Linked DNA regions of Mus musculus: region 1 is linked to region 2. The links are chromatin contacts, called in public HiChIP or PLAC-seq maps. All regions are on one chromosome and are shown on one strand. Each heading gives the region's core, a stretch centred on a gene start, on an enhancer-like site or on the middle of the called end of the contact. The rest is flanking DNA. Distances are from core to core; before and after follow the strand shown. Region 1 holds the start of Cdk5rap1 (CDK5 regulatory subunit associated protein 1). Region 2 overlaps Cdk5rap1 (CDK5 regulatory subunit associated protein 1).

What was found. HiChIP or PLAC-seq counts read pairs in DNA pulled down with a chosen protein or histone mark.
Region 1: an H3K27ac HiChIP or PLAC-seq map of embryonic stem cells shows a contact between it and region 2, with 19 read pairs. The contact joins the promoter of Cdk5rap1 here to the enhancer-like site in region 2. A contact is called at or near these places in 1 of 39 promoter capture datasets (macrophages), 1 of 15 datasets of contacts at CTCF or cohesin (the NIH/3T3 cell line), 20 of 484 Hi-C or Micro-C datasets (the G1E-ER4 cell line, cortical neurons, differentiating embryonic stem cells and 6 more), 11 of 115 datasets of contacts at active chromatin or transcription factors (the HPC-7 cell line, the SCID.adh cell line, embryonic stem cells and 2 more) and 3 of 9 other capture datasets (adipose tissue, liver and pancreatic islet).

Annotation. Positions count from the first base shown.
Region 1 is chr2:154,371,249-154,373,982 of GRCm38.p6, forward strand. It overlaps Cdk5rap1 (CDK5 regulatory subunit associated protein 1), which reads right to left and starts at 1,471. Exons shown (of 14, transcript NM_025876.2): 1 at 1,433-1,471.
Region 2 is chr2:154,336,785-154,339,484 of GRCm38.p6, forward strand. All of the region lies in intron 13 of Cdk5rap1 (CDK5 regulatory subunit associated protein 1), which reads right to left. Among named protein-coding and RNA genes, the nearest start is that of Bpifb9b, 31 kb to the left of the region's middle. Within about 2 kb of position 1,402, at least 15 of the 459 cell types and tissues checked have an H3K27ac peak or open chromatin away from gene starts, as enhancers often do. A contact at or near this core is called in embryonic stem cells and trophoblast stem cells, where this site is marked.

The DNA of each region.
Region 1 (2,734 bases), core at 221-2,720, 35 kb after region 2:
CTCAGTCTTCCAAATGCCAGAATCACAACCCAGTTCCAAGGTACTGTTTTGTTTTGTTTTGTTTTGTTTTGTTTTGTTTTGACAGGGTTTCTCTGTATAGCTCTGACTGTCCTAGAACTTGCACTGTAGACCAGGCTGGCCTGAAACTCAGAGATCAGCCTGTCTCTGCCTCCTGAGTGCTGAGATTTAAGGTGTGCACCACCACCTCCCTTAAGGTACGTTTTATGATAGTTTACCTTAATCTAAACATGGTAAACCTATATTCCCAGTAACCTGGGAGGCTAAGGCAGGAAGATCATTTGAGCCCAGGACTGCCTGGACAACAGTGAGGGCTCTTAAAATATATTATATCTCTAATTTACAGGTGAAAATAAATAAAGGCGGCTCAGTGACATGGCTTAGTGGATGAAGGCACCTGCCACCAAGCCTGACTCCCTGAAAGCCACACAGTAGAAAGAATTCTTTTCCATAGATTCTTCTATCTCTACACATACACTATGTATGGCACATTCATGTGCATGAGCACAGGAACAAAAACCAAATAAATAAAATGTAATTAAAAAAAAAAACACCAACCTACTCTCTTGTCGGAGAGGAGACTTTTGGTTTGAGTTTTAATTTTTTTCACATTTTTATTTTTATGCATATTATGGTATGTGAACCATCTTAACAGCCCAGGTGTGAGCTTTCAAATCATCTACTTCTGCCCTTTAATTGTTGTGTGACCACGTTTTTACAAGTCAAATTTCCACCTCTGGACTACAAATGTCATATCCATTTTGGAAAAAAAAAAAAAAAAAGTACAATAGGACCTTACCCCTTGCCAGATGTTATAAGAATTACACATTAAAAACTTAGATTGGGGGAGGGGGGGACTTAGAGCAGTGGCTCAGTGGTTAAGAGCACTGACTGCTTTTCCAGAGCCTGAGTTCAATTCCCAGCAACCAAGTGGTGGCTCACAATCATTCACTAGCAGCCCACACTTCATTTCAAAGCATGGACCTTGGCCGGGTTCTGGGCGCGTCTTCATGTATGAGTGTTGGGGTGGGGAACGGTCCTTTCTGACGAACCTGGTGGAAGGATCAAAAGCTTCAAGTTTTTGCACAGCACAGCGCGGAACCACCTACCACATCCAAGCGTGTGAGTGCTAGGCGTGGCGGCGGCAACTGCGTGAGCCCCGTAGCCCCTCTCCGAGGTCTATCAGACCCCATCTCTGCTTCACAGGGCAAATACTAGGGCTTAGAAGGACGCTGTGACTTGGCCAAGAGCCGGCAGCGGGGCTGAGCTACACTCGCAGCGGTCCTACTCAAGGCCTAACACTGCCCAGTGATACCTTCTCCTAGCGCTTCTGGCTTTTCCTGGACGGTGCGAGCCCGCCCTGCGCCACCGCGGGTCACCCGCAGGACACTAAACTCAATCTCAAGCCTCTCACCTCCCACAACTGCAAGGTCCGCGTCCGAAACCGGAAACTGTCGATCTGCGTGGGTTCCCTTCTCAGGAGTCCTCCGCTGCGCGCCTAGGCGTGCAACTTCTGTTCCGCCGTGACTTTCGCCCGCGGTGTTCTAATGGTAGTGTTTCCTGCCGGCTTCGAGTCCCAGGACCCTGGCTTTGAAAAATAAAGCCGTGAGACCTACTACTTCTTTAAATGCTAATACCGCCCCCCACCCCCACCCCACCCCACCCCAAAAAAAAAAGTTAAGTAAAGCTTAAAACCAGGTAGGCGGGCTGGAGAGATGGTTCAGCGGTTAAGAGCACTGAGTGCTCTTCCAGAGGTCTGGAGTTCAATTCCCAGCAACCACATGGTGGCTCACAACCATCTGTAAAGGGATCCGATGGATGCCCTCTTCTGGTGTGTCTGAAGACCGCGACACTGTACTATTATGCATAATAAATCTTTTTTAATTAGAAAAACAAACAAACAAACAAACAGGTGGGCAGTCTCAGAGTCTGTATCTGCCCTTGCCCCAAGAGAGTAAGGGATTCTTAGGGGTGTTCTGCCCCCTGGAAAATAGGAGCTCTGACTTCTCCTCAAGCCTGTCACCCGTTAGCTCCCTCCTGCCATATGTACTTTCCTTCCCTCTCCTCACCAGACCCTTTAAGAAAAGGGCCACCATGGGGCTGGTGAGATGGCTCAGCATGTAGGACACTTGCTGTTTGACGACCTGGGGTCTAATCCCCAGAACCCACAAGGTGAAGGGAGAACTGGCTCCCACAAGCCCTCTGAACTTCACAGATAGGCCATGGGACATGCAACATCTCTCTCTCTCTCTCTCTCTCTCTCTCTCTCTCTCTCACACACACACACACACACACACACACAGACGTCTCAGGACGCTGTAGCACACTTCGGTGTTCTCAGGAGGCAAAGGCAGGCTAATTCGAAGCCAGAAAGAGCTACATAGTAAAATTTCGTAGATGATGGATAGACAGACAGACAGGCAGACAGACAGATGGAATAGAATAAATGTAAAAAAAAATAGAAAAGAGGCTAACCAGTGGTTTCTGTGGCTAGCTCTGAACGGCCTCGTCTTTCCTGGATCTCCCAGATGGCCCTGAACAGCCTAATTGTTCCTCACTACCTCCTTACCCTACTCCTGTCACATTCCTGCCCTGGCCCTCTCAGCCATTCTCCCTTCCCTGTTGACTCTAGCCAAAATACCTCTTCTCCCCCAGACCGAACCCATAGTCCCTACACTCAAGAAAATGCTGAGAACAGGATTCAGCCAGATCGGAG
Region 2 (2,700 bases), core at 152-2,651:
TTTGTAATGTCCTTGAAACAGTGCCTTGTGAGTATTTGAATAGAGGATATAAATTTTTATATTGCACTTGTCATAAATGTGTTGTTGTGGTTTAAAAAAAAGTTTTGCTCTTACTGAAAATAGACTTTTTCCTCACATAATATCCTGAATACAATTTCCCCTCCTTCTACTCCTCTCAGTTCCTCCCTGCCTTCCCATCTACCTCAATCTACTTCTTTGCTCTCCTTCAATAAATAAATAAATAAATAAGTAAATAAATAAGTAAATAAATAAATAAATGGTTAGCTGGGCAATGGTGGCGCACGCCTTTAATCCCAGCACTGGAGAGGCAGAGGCTGGTGGATTTCTGAGACGGCCTGGTCTACAGAGTGAGTTCCAGGACAGCCATTAATATATAGAGATAGGAACCCTGTCTCAAACAAAGACAAAAACAAAGTCAAACTAAAGTCCAGATCCATCCCCAGCAGCAGCTCTTCATGTTTCTCTGAGGAGACGATGGATCCTTCTCAGCTCCAACTGTCAGCTCCCTTGTGAGCTGCCCTGCACAGAGCCATCCTCCAGCCTCTGGAATGACTTAGGATGCAAACTGACCTAGTTAAAGCCATCCTTAGGATTTTTGTTTGTTTATTTTTCAAGATAGGGTTTCTCTGTGTAGTCCTGTCTGTCCTAGAACTCTCTATAGACCAAGCTGGACTCAAACTCAGAACACCTGCTTCTGTCTCCTGAGCTGCTTCTAAAGATGTGTGCAAACTACTGCCTGGCCAATCCTTATAATATTTTTTATCAAAACTTACTGAAAAAGTTTATTTCACCTCTGAGTGAGAACTGAATAACTAAGACCCCAAAGTTACCATTTATCATATTTCTCATCAGAATAAATTGATCCACTAGTAAATATTTACAAGATTCTTACTTATATTAGGGATTAACTTTGATGCTGGAAATACAAATATAAACAAAGGAATTACCTCACCCACAATAGAGCTTTTGGAGAAAGACACATAATAAGCATGTACATAAAAAAAATTATTTGGGCACTAATAAGTACTCAATATAACAGGGGACAGGTGGCTAATAGGCAGGAATTATGGAATAGTGGGGAAATAGGCAGGAAAAGTTGCTTCAAAACAATGATGTTCAGGGACAGCATCTCTGAGGTAAAATTGAAGAAAGAAGATGAAATTTCTAGAATTCTCTAGCATTGCTAGCAGGAGTGCAAAACACTTGGGCTGTTCCTATTATAGCCACCCTATGACCATATACCCAACAGAAATAAATATGTATGTGCCTTACAGCACATGTACAAGTATACTCATAGCAATAGCAAATGGACTAGGTCCAAACTGGAAACAACCAGTATGGCCCACCAACAGTACAATGCATAACAAATCTTTGTGATAGAAAAACAAATGAAGCACAGAATATATGTAGGGAAAGGAAAGCAGGAATCCAACCTATACACTATAGAACACCATTTGCAAAACAAAACAAAACAAAAATGTGGAACAGGGTGTGGCACATGCCTACAATTCCAGCACTCAAATGGCTGGATGAAGGGAATTTCTGGGCTCAAAAAAAAAAAAACCTTTTAGATTTCAGAAATAGCTACCTGAGTGAGGTCACGGTAAGATTTCAAAAAGGTGACTCAGCAGTTAAGAGCAACTCTCTTCAACTCTGTGCTTCCTTTTGTATGGGTCTTTTTCTTAAACTGTACTCCCTGTCTCTCCCTCCCTCCCTGTCTCTCTCCTTCTGTCTCTCACACACACACTCTCTCTCTCAACACTCATGCTTAATCTATAGCAGAACTCCCCCCACCCCCACCACCCCCACCCCCACCCCTCCCCACCCCACCCCCCACCCCCCACCCCCAGCACTTTACTCTATAGCCCAGGCTGGCTTGGAACTCACTATGTGCCCCAGGCTAGTCTTGAATTTGTAGCTATCCTCCCTCCATAGGCTCCTAAAAGCTAGGATTGCAGATATGAGTCATTAATCCTTTTTGTTTTGTTTTTTTTCTTTCTTTTTTTTTCTTCTGACCAGGAGGCATTAGGATGGACCTTTTTGTTTTTAGTTAAGCCATTCTCAGCTATGTGCAACTAAGCTCTTTGGTTTTGAGGTACACATTTCTTACCTTGTTTCTAAGAATCATATTTTTTCTTTTGTTTCAGGGAGAAAGAGAGACACAGTCTCTCCATGAAGCTCTAGGTGGTTTAAACAATAGTTTGTGAACTGCCTGAAGTGGATGCTGGCAAGGGAACTTGGAGCCTCTGGAAGAGTAGGATGCACTCTTAACTGATAACCCATCCCTCCAGGTACTCTCTCTCTGTTTATATGGTACCTTATTAGATTAAGAGACAGTGGGGACATAATTAACCTAAAGTTCCCTTTAGTTCATAGAACTTAAATCTTTAACAAATCAGGTACTTTAAATTTGTAGGTAAGCCAGGCTTAACGGTACACATCTTTTATCCCAATGTTAAGAAAGATAACAGATCTCTCTTGAGTTCCAGGTAGGCCTAATCTACATAGTGAGTGTCGGGCCAGCCACAAGTACATAGACCTGTCTTTAAAAAGAATTATACCACAGGGGTCGCCTCCTCCCCAATGCTATGTTAAAGTCATGTGCCAGGAGGTGGCCCAGCCAGGAAGCTGAAAAAGGCATCTCTGTGACTTAGAGGTCAGCCTGATCTATATAGTGAG